Regions from separate parts of the Mus musculus genome. Here region 2 is linked to region 1. Evidence: chromatin contacts called from public HiChIP or PLAC-seq data. All regions are on one chromosome and are shown on one strand. The core of a region is the stretch at or near the end of the contact, and the rest is flanking DNA. Distances in the headings are between cores, read along the strand shown.

Evidence for each region. HiChIP or PLAC-seq counts read pairs in DNA pulled down with a chosen protein or histone mark.
Region 2: a contact with region 1 is called in an H3K27ac HiChIP or PLAC-seq map of heart atrium, with 7 read pairs. The contact joins the promoter of Wls here to the enhancer-like site in region 1. A contact is called at or near these places in 1 of 39 promoter capture datasets (epiblast stem cells), 1 of 15 datasets of contacts at CTCF or cohesin (the NIH/3T3 cell line), 1 of 484 Hi-C or Micro-C datasets (the HL-1 cell line) and 6 of 115 datasets of contacts at active chromatin or transcription factors (the SCID.adh cell line, embryonic stem cells, heart atrium and 2 more).

What each region holds. Positions count from the first base shown.
Region 1 is chr3:159,782,750-159,787,923 of GRCm38.p6, forward strand. No RefSeq gene overlaps it. Among named protein-coding and RNA genes, the nearest start is that of Wls, 54 kb to the right of the region's middle. Within about 2 kb of position 3,047, at least 3 of the 459 cell types and tissues checked have an H3K27ac peak or open chromatin away from gene starts, as enhancers often do. A contact at or near this core is called in heart atrium, where this site is marked.
Region 2 is chr3:159,836,777-159,841,950 of GRCm38.p6, forward strand. It overlaps Wls (wntless WNT ligand secretion mediator), which reads left to right and starts at 2,874. Exons shown (of 12, transcript NM_026582.5): 1 at 2,874-3,271. The coding sequence starts at 3,166.

The sequences.
Region 1 (5,174 bases), core at 1,797-4,296:
TCTCAGCTCTGATTAAAAGTTGACCTCTGGTGTCTCTTTCACTCCGCCCTGCCAGAGAACCAGAGGACCACCCCACAAAGCAAAGCCAAACTTTGCATCATCTTGGAGCAGAAGTGCTTAAAAGTTTTTGTTCACTTACTTGCTTACTTGCTTTCTTTAAGAAAAGCAAAAATCAGATACCTTTATTAATAGAGCTATGTTGGAATCTTCCTGGAGGAAGCAGTTGCATCTGACAACAGGGAGGGAAGAGGAGGGCACCTTCTTTAGAGCTCCTTTCTGTGGTCTGCAGACACCCTGTGTAAACCTTTCACTCATTTTAAAAGGCAAGACTTCTGATATTTTTCTCAATTTCTTTCTTCAGAGACTTGAAGTTTCTTCTCATACAGGTCTTTCACTTGCTTGATCAGAGTTACACCAAGCTATTTTATGTTATTTGTGGCTATTGTGAAGAGTACTGTTTCCCTAACTTCTTTCTCAGCCAGTTTATCCCTTGTGTAGAGCAGTGTTACAGATTTTTTGAGTTAATTTTGTATCCAGGTACTTGCTGTAGGTGTTTATTAGCTTTAGGAGTTCTCCAGTAGAAGTTTTGGGGTCACTTAAATATACTATCATATTCAAACAGCAATTCTTTGACTTCATCTTTACAATTTGTATCCTTTTGATCTCCTTTAGTTGTCTTATTGCTTTAGTTAGAACTTGAAGTACTATATTGAAGAGATATGGGGAAAGTAGACAGCCTTGTCTTGTCCCATATTTTAGTGGAAAATGCAACTGAGGAATGGATACAAAAATGAATTCCAATGTATACAATGTAATAGTACTTAGCCATTAGAAGCAAGAACATCATGAATTTCATAGGCAAATGGGTGGAACTAGAAAATACTATCCTAAGTGAGGTAACCCAGACCCAAATGGACATAGTATGGACTCACTTATAAGTAGATATTAGCCATAAAGTATGGGATAACCAGCTATAATCAACAGACCCAAAGAAGCCAAGGAGGGCCCAAGAGAGGATGGTTGAAGCTTTCTCACAAGTGGAAACAAAATAGATATCGGAGGTTGATGGAAGGAGGAATGGTGGAAGAGGGGATGGGCAAGGGAAGATCATAAGTAGGGAGAGCAGGAGAGGCGGGGGAGAATGGCAGTGGGGGTGAGGGCAATCTCTAGGACATATCAGAGAGATTCCAGAAGGTGTATGGGACAACTTTAGCTGAGAGTCCTAGAAGTGAGGGATATGGGATATAGAAAGTAGCCACTTTCTATAGTCAGTTGGGCTCCCACTGTAAGAATAAGGACAGCAACCCACACACAAAGCTTTCAACCAAAAATGTGTCTTGCCTACAAGATAACCAGGGACAAAGATAGAGCAGCCTTAGGGAATGGCCAACCAATGACTGTCCCAAATTGAGCCTTATTCCATGGGCAAGAACCAATCCCTAATACTATTAGTGATACTCTGTTATGTTTGCAGACAGGAACCTTTCATAACTGTCCTCTGAGAGGCTCCACCCAGCAGCCAATGGAAAGAGATGCAGAGACACATACCCAAACATTAGGTGGAGCTCAAGAATTAGGGGAAAGACCTGAAGAGGACAGAAACTCCACAGGAAGACCAACAGAGCAAACTAATCTGAACCCTTGGGGGCTCCCAGGGACTGAATCCTTCCACATATGTAGTAGACGAGCATCTTGGTCTTCATGCAGGTTCCTCAAAACCTGAGCAGGGATTGTTTCTGAGTCTGCTTTCTGCCTGCCTGTGGATTCCACACCCCTAATGGACAGCCTTGTCTGGTCTCAGTGGGAAAGGATATACCTAGTCCCACAGCAACTTGATGGATCTCTGCTCCACTGCTCTGAGCCAACATGACCCTCAGTCTAAAAGCACCTATTCTACCTAGTTCAAGTCTGTGCAGGGTTAATGGAAAATAGACTTTAAAAAGCCTGTAATCAGTAAGGCATTCAAAATAAGCTGGTATGATGGTTAATCCCTTTCATTGCAAGTAGTAGGGGGTAAGTTAGTGACACTAAAAGTCTTCCTTTACATCAACCTGTCCCATAGAGTCACCTCTACAAAATACCCAAAAGTAAGCTCATTGTTTTCAAAAAGTAAAAAGCAGCAACATTTCAAATTATAGACAACTAGAAGTTGACATTATTATGTGGGGAGTTTTCTTAGAGACAAGTCTGTTTTCTGAGATTTCTTCTGTTGTTTGTTTATTTTGGTGTGGCAGCAGGTAAGCATTGCTTGAAAACAATTTGGCACCAAAATATTGAAGAAATTTCTCTCTCTCTCTCTCTCTCTCTCTCTCTCTCTCTCTCTCTCTCTCTCTCTCTCTCACCCATTTTCTCCATCTTTACAATGTATGAGCTCACTGTTGAGTTTTAATGGCTCCTTACATGTTTCCTTAGGCACCCTAACTAAGTGGCAGCTGGGACCTAAAGGTCATTCCACACTGAATAAAATATCAAAATATAATCAATCCTAAATCTTAGCAAAAGAGCTAAGAAAACAATTCAAAATTATACCTCCAACTTAAGAACCTTGCATGCCACCCAATCATAAGTAGAAATTTTCAACACTTTGAAATTTAAAGAAACAAAGCATCATTCCTTATAGCACTTAAGTACCTACTAATGTATTTACTTTGCTTAGTTGCTCTTCATATTGACAACTGAAAGTTACAATTTCAGTGCTGCAAGAATTCTAAAGAACAGAAGGTCAACATTCCTGTCACCATTGCATCTGGCTAAATCAAACCCTGACCAGTCTCTTTCTCTAGGGCCTTTATCTATCTCTTAACTGAACTTGTTCACCTTCCTCTAAGAAATGTTTTTCTTTTCTCTTATCTTTCTTTCTTTGTTGTTTTAATTTCTTTTCTTCCCAGCTGCTGTCAGCTAACTCATTAATCCTCAGTGGGAATCTTAGGATTAAAACTGGGGAGAGTTCATATATAGCCTTGCCAATATATTTGCTTTTAAGGATTTAATTCTCCCCACTTGGATCCAGCCAGTTTCCACAACAAACACGGATCACCAGAAGTGCTCCTCGGCTCTCAAAGGCTCTCACTTGGCTTTGCATCATAGACACCAAAGGACAGAATTCTTCAGCTATTTTAATCATTGGCAGCAAAAGTTTCTCATTTGTCACTTTGCCTCCTTTCCTTGCAACCAGGGGCTTGTTAGACTTCCCAAGAGAAATGCAGTGGCTTCCAACCTTTCATTAAAGAAAAATCCAAGTGGCAGATGCAGTACACATACACACACACACACACACACACACACACACACACACACACCCCACAGTCAAGCCTTGGCTGAAAGACTCTTTGCTCCAAATGCTCTGCAGTTCAATCAGAGTAACTCCAGTTAGTAAAAATAGCTCTGCCCACTGAAGGTTCTGAGCAGGTTTAAACCAGTTAAAATACCTCATTCAATATAACAAAATGTGAAGCTGATGAAACAGGTTTTGTGCCAACTTTACAAATGAAAAAATTGAGGGTGATAGATATAAAGCTTATACAATCGGCTTAGAATGGTGCTGAGGCTTAAGCCTCAGGCTTTCTGGCTTCAGAGACAAATCCTAATATGAAAATAATCAGTGTTAGACTTTAACATCCGTACTGCTGTCCATCATAGAAAGAGCTCAGGATTGAGAATTAAGAAGTTTGAGTCTCTGATTAGCTATCAGCAAATCAGTTTATACCTTGATTTTATTGATTTGAGGTAGAATTAAGTCAGACATCTAATCTTCGTTCATTCATTATTATTTTTTTCTTACACAATTTATATTATAGTGACTTTTTCACTAAAGAAAATGTCTTAAACTTTATGAAAATAAAAAGATAAAATTAATTGGACATGTGCATCATGTCTTTAATCCCAGTACTATGTATACAGAGTCAGACAAATTTCTGTGAGTTGGAGCCAGCTTGGTCTACATAACGAGTTCCAGGAAAGCCAGGGCCACCTAACGAGTGAGAGACCCTGTTCCAGAAAACAAACAAACAAAATAAAAATCCCATCACCCACAAATAAGTAAAATACACACACACACACACACACACACACACACTCCTGGAATGCAGTCTTCCAGGACTGCACAATACAGCACTATCCTATCCTTTAGCCATGTGGTAACTTTCACCATGGTATATACTAGTAGGGCTTCAAAACTGTAGGTGAAAACCCTAGTTAGCCCTGTTCCCTCTCAAGTCAAAACCAAAAGGGCTATTCCTGCCCTTTTCATTCTTAGTACTGCCGAAGTTATAAGAGAAGCTAAAACAGATGGTATTAAGTCTTTCACTAAGCTAAATATTAACGATATTAGCAAAACATTGAACAATTCCTCTTTTTAACCACTTTTTTAAAGTTTGGGACAATACTATTTTCCAAAAAATTAACTTATTTGCATTAATATATAATAGGCTTATTATTTTAAAAGTAATTACAGTTAAATGTCTCAGATATCTTAGCTTAATTTCAAATACGGATAATGTTGGTAGATCTAATTACCATAACAAAAGATCTCCAGAACCCTTTTTTTTCCAACTGTTGGTGACTGAACCTAGGACCTTGCATTATCTGGGCAAGTACTCTATTGTGGGGCAATGGGCTACACACAGACAGCCTGATCTCCAGTTGAGCTTAGGTCTTGAACCCCGGTGGGACCCAATGAGTGGTAATTTCCACCTACATGGGATGGAAGACATTTGATCATGTCTCCTGGACCCCTGACTCCTGTCAAAGTTACTGCCCCCACAACCCCCACAAGAGAGGTGTGTGGCTATCAGTCATGTAGACAATGTCCCAAGCTTCTGGCATTCTGGCTAGACTCCTCCCCACAGTTACCTAGCAACAGCAAGATAGCCCAGCCTACTATAAGAGAAGCTGCTTGGCCCCACCTCTCTCTCTCTAAGCTTTTACCACTCCTATCTCTAGCCTTCCATCTTTTTCTCTCTCTCTTCTCCCTTCTCTCCATGTGGCCATGGCCAGCCTCTCCCTCTCTCTTTCTACCTTCTCTCTTTCCCCCTGCCTTTCTACAATAAAGCTCTAAAACCATAGCCTGTCTCTGATCATGAAGGCCCATGGTGCTTGAACAATGAGATAGGCTTTCTCCTAATGAGCTGCAGCTAACCTCCTGCCAGAGGGCCTTCCTAAACTGCAGCCATGGA
Region 2 (5,174 bases), core at 1,624-4,123, 54 kb after region 1:
ATAATACTTATTAAAAATATTCATAACATGATCAAATGTTATATCTGAGAAACAACTAATCTCTGATTAGCCTTACTAGTTTTTTTTTTTTTAAGAGAAAAACTCATATATCTTAGGCTGGCCTCAAATTCCATATATGAAGGATGACTTCTGATCTTCTTGATCTTCCCTGTTGAGTGCTGGGATTACAGATGTGTGCCACCATACCCAGTTTATGCACTGCTAGGATTAAAACTAGGGTTTTGTGCATGCTCAGAAAGCACCAGAGTTTCTAGCTTTCTTTCTTTGATCAAGATTATTGATTCAATTGTTGTGTCTTCTTATACACTTATATAAGTGTCTATACCTTGTAAGAACATACCATACGCTTGGTATTATTATCATTTTTCTTTTATAGGTGAGAACATTGAGCCTTGGAGCGCACTATTAACTATAATGTACTGTAGTTTCACACAGCAGGGGCAGGAATCTAGATTCCATTCCAGGAAAAACATTTAAGCCTTTTTTCTACATATTTATGTTATCAAATTGGGAAATGAATTTTGATAGTCATTATTAATATTTACAAAGACAACAGAAACTGAAATTTAAAAGCATCTCATGGAGAAACTCCTATCACAAAACCCACTCTATGAGAAAAGAATAACACATTTACTCAAAGCTTTCCATTATATATGCAAAGAAACCTATTCAAGACCAATGATACATGGAAGGTAACTGTAATGGTTTGAATGAGATTGCCTCCATAGGCTTATGTATCTAAACACTTGTTTCTCAATTGGTAGAACCTTTTGTTCTGTTTTGTGTTGTTTTGTTTTGTTTTGGGAAGGAGGAAGAAATGTGGTCTTATCAGAGAAGAGTTTTCACCAGGGGTAGAATTTGAAGTTTCAAACGGCTCAGGGATTCCCTGTTATCTTTCCCTCTCCCTCCTACTTGGGAATCAACTGTTCCTTTGCCATACCTTTACTCTAAAATCATGAACTCTCACTCACTGGCACTGTAAGTCCATATAAACTCTTTATTCTAGAAATTGTCAAGGTCATGATGTGTTATCATGGATATAGAAAAGTAACTAAGACTCTATCTGATTTTATGCTTAGGCTTGATGAAGCAGGGACGGTGATATAAAAAGATGATTCTTAAAGGGCCATGAGCCAATTGAAATGAACACTTCAGTTTTAGCAATCCCATTATCCAGTTTCCAGCAGGATCCCTATGGAATAAGGATATCAATTTCTTCCTCCCTTCCCTCCTTTTTCCTTTTCCTTCCTTCTTTTTCTCTCCTCCTCCTCCTCCTCCTCCCTCTTTCTTCTTCTTCCTCTCTCTCTCTCTCTCTCTCTCTCTCACACACACACACACAGCAATTACAATTTGGAAAATCATTATACAGTGAATCACAACTACCCTGTAGTTCCTTCAGAATACTCTTGAAGTTTTGATATAATCTCTAGTGCTCAGGAAGGAAAAGAAAACACATTAAGATTGTAAGCAAATGTTGGACAAGTAACTGAAGGAAGAAGAGGACAGTAAATAGTTCCTCCACAGGAAGATGACAAGAAGCAAGAAATCAGGTATGCTGGTGGCTTTGGAAACCTGTACTGGGAGGCCAGGAGGTACCTTTATAAAGCTAATGTGTGATTTGAGTTGCATTGGCTAAATAGACAGTTTATGAAACATGGAAAAACCAGGCCCTGGAGTTTGGGTCAGCCTTATCAAGAAATCTCTTAAGATCACCACTTTTCCTTGGATGTAGTGTATCAATATAAGTAAATCTCTCAAAGAGCTAACATTCTCTTTCCTCCTCTGCCTTCCATGGGGTTTGAATCTAGGACCTCAGATCAAGTTAAACAAGAGGCCCAGATCACTTTTTAGTTTTTGTTTTGAGATAGGGTCTCTAAAATTATCCAGGTTGGTCGTAAATTACTAATCCTCCTGACTCAGCCTCCTAGTAGCTGTGACCACCCACCTGAAACTCTAACTGGTACTATTTAACATGTATACTACCTACCCAACTAAAGTCCTTTAGGCTTTTTAAATGCAAGCTGTGGGCTTGCTTAAACATTCACTCATTTATTCATTCCACCAAAGTTCATGCAGGGTCTCCTAGTGTGAGAATTTTGTTAGGCACTGAGGGGTGGGGGCAGATACAAAGAGAATTGAACTTGGTCCCAGTCTCCCAGAAATTTACAGCTTAGTAATGGAAACAAATGTGCATTCATAAGACCTTATAGAAGGTGAAAATGTGAGAGCATGATTGGAGGGGATCGACCCTTGGAACATAAAGGTGGTGTAAAAAACCAAAACAAGAATTTTAAAACAAGTCGAGTTTTCAATGAACTTTAAAGCGTTTAGGTAATAGTCAACACCAAGACTGGCAGTCCAGGGTAGAGTAAGGAACAGACGTTTGATTTGTCTGGATAATAAGGCTCTTGAAGGGCCGTGTAATGAGGAATTTAGCGGGTTATAATTCCAGGATAGGGCAAGGCAGAAGGTACCAGAACAGAGACCTTATTTCTTCTCTTTATACTTTGACTTAACTTCATTAGACTCCTTTTTAAAATTCACCTCTTTCCTAGCGTTCAAATGGCTGGTGGTGGGGTGGGTTCAACATGTAAGTTAAGGGTTTGCAAAGAGGCCCATGAGTAACTTAAATCCCATACTTTGGGAACCCGAAAAGGAAACATGGTAGAGACTGCGTATGCCAAGCCCATTTAACAACACCAGCCACCCGACCCCCCTCAAGATGTTAGCTGTTGCCGGGGCAAGCTGCAGGCCAGACCTGAGGGCGGGTAGCCAGAGCTGGCGGGAGCTGAGATCCCTGAACTGGCGGGCCAGGGTTGAGGAAGAGAGGGAGGGAGGGAGGGAGGAAGCGCGAGAGGGAGGGAGGAAGAAAGAGAGGGAGGCGTGTCATGTGATCCGCTTCCCTGCTTCTTTAAGCGTCCACTGGCTGCCGGGCGGCCGCAGTCTCAGCTCTGGGCATCTGGGGAGCCCAAGCGGCTTCGCCCAGGCATCCGCGCGGGCGCCTGCGGTCTGTCCCACCTCCTCTGCTAACGCACCCTTGAAGTTTTGCAGCACCAGGAAAAGAGGGCAAGGAAGAAGGAGAGGGGAAGCGAAAGCATACCCTAAAACATTTACTTAAAGGAGAAAAGAAAGGGGGTCGCAGAAATGGCTGGGGCAATTATAGAAAACATGAGTACCAAGAAGCTCTGCATTGTTGGAGGGATTCTTCTGGTTTTCCAAATCGTTGCCTTTCTGGTGGGAGGCTTGATCGGTAAGTGTGAGAGCTGCAAACTTTCCCCTTTCCCTTTCTTCGGCCCTTCCCTCTTTTGCCTCTTGGGCTACTTGTTACAGTATCGCTGCCTTGCCTCTATGATCTAATTAGTCCGGCTATTGTGCTTAAGAAAGCAGAGCTCCATGGGGCTCCATGGGGCACAATCCAGTCTAGTGGCAAAGAGAAAAGGAGGGGAAAAGTTTTGGCCTAGTTTCAGTATCCACTTGAAAGGCAGGAGGGGGTGGGGGTGGATCTTAAGCATGGCGACGGATCGCGAGGAAGTGCTGGGTCGCAAAGTTGATTGCTCCCCGTGCTCTTTCCCTCGCCCGCCCCCCTTTCCCTCTCGGTTCCCTTCCAATCAGCACCGGGAGGGCAACGTAATCGACTTTATTAGGAATAACAGGGGAGTCGGGAGCTAAGCCCTGTGCCAGCCGCGAGCTGTTACTGGCTGTGGCTTGTGTAAATGCATTAGGTTGTCTCGGCGAGGGACTAGAGCTGGTTTTAGGGTCTCAACCTTTAAGCCCTTGGCTTCCATGCCGCCACCCCACCCATCTCTGGCGGTGGACTTGTTTGAACTGAGGACTCATAGAGTGGTTTGGGAGAGTCCTGGCCCTCTCAGCACGAACTTGGAGAGGGCGTAGGAGAAAGCCTGTCTGAAAGGTGTTGCTTTTGCCTCTTGTCCCCTCTGCCATCTCCCCTCCCCCTCTGCTTTGAGCCCCAAGATCCAGTGAGTCTGAAGCCTGAGGTCCTCCCCTGGCGCCAGGAGGATGTTTCCTGCTCCCTCCTGGGCTGCCCTCAGGTGACAGCTCCCAGGCGCCAGGGAGACTTTCTCAGTGCGCACCAAAAAAAAAAAAAAAAAAAAAGGCTTCGAACGTAACTGACCTTCTGCCTTAGGATCCACTCGGAAAACTCAACTTACTCCTACTGTCTTTTCCACCTCATGTCCCTTTCTCCTCAAGGTTCCGGACATCCTTGGACAAACTTCAGTGCCAACTTCGGAGCGGGCGCTGCTGGGCAGCTTAGCTTCCTTGGGGCTGGCTGTTGCTCTTGGCTGGGTGGAAGAGCTCAAGCAGGGGTCTGTGCTTCTTGAGGGAGTCCCTGGGCAGCGCAGGAGCTCCCTTGAGGGGGTGAGAGTAGTGGGTACGGTGTTTTTCCTATAGACTAGGGTGTGTTGGGTTAGCATTCCAGAGTGTCTGGTAATGGCAATCTTTGTAACACCAGGCTAAGTGTTTTAAACAAAGGAGAGGAGAAGCTTCAAGAAGGGAGTTCTGAGGAGGTCGAGTACACATTTCTAAGCCTCTGTCCTCCATATGGGCAAAGCACACAGAAACACACACACACACACACACACACACACACACACACACACACACACACACACAGCTTTTGTTTCGTTACGCCATGTACAATCTCTTTTTCTCTGAATTGGATTTTCCAGGCTCTTAATACTTCTCTGCTGGGAGCTGTAGGCAGAAGCAGTCTCAGTGATTACACCGCGGTTACAATTACACCTCTTGTTTCCCTTGATGAGCAGTTGCAGTTGGATGCTATTGGATCTTGTGTGATTTCAGTGGCAGACCATCATAAAATTTCTTGCACCTTGTGCTTTCAGGATTAAATTGGCCTATTATCCTTGCCTGACCTTCTCCTTTGAGGTTTTTTGCACACAGTAAACCATTACAGTTTCCTGTAGCTGCACCCCACCCCACCCCACGAAGCTGATGTGGGCCCACATACCTCTTGGTTCCTGTAGTAGGTTCCCTATAGCACTTCTGGAACTAGCATGTTTTCTGGAACCTCACCATTACAGTGGAGATCCCAAAGACCCCCTGCAAGTGTTTGCTGGACATTAGAATTACCAGTTAGAGCAGTTGTTTGCTCAAATTAGGGTTGTTTGAAGTAG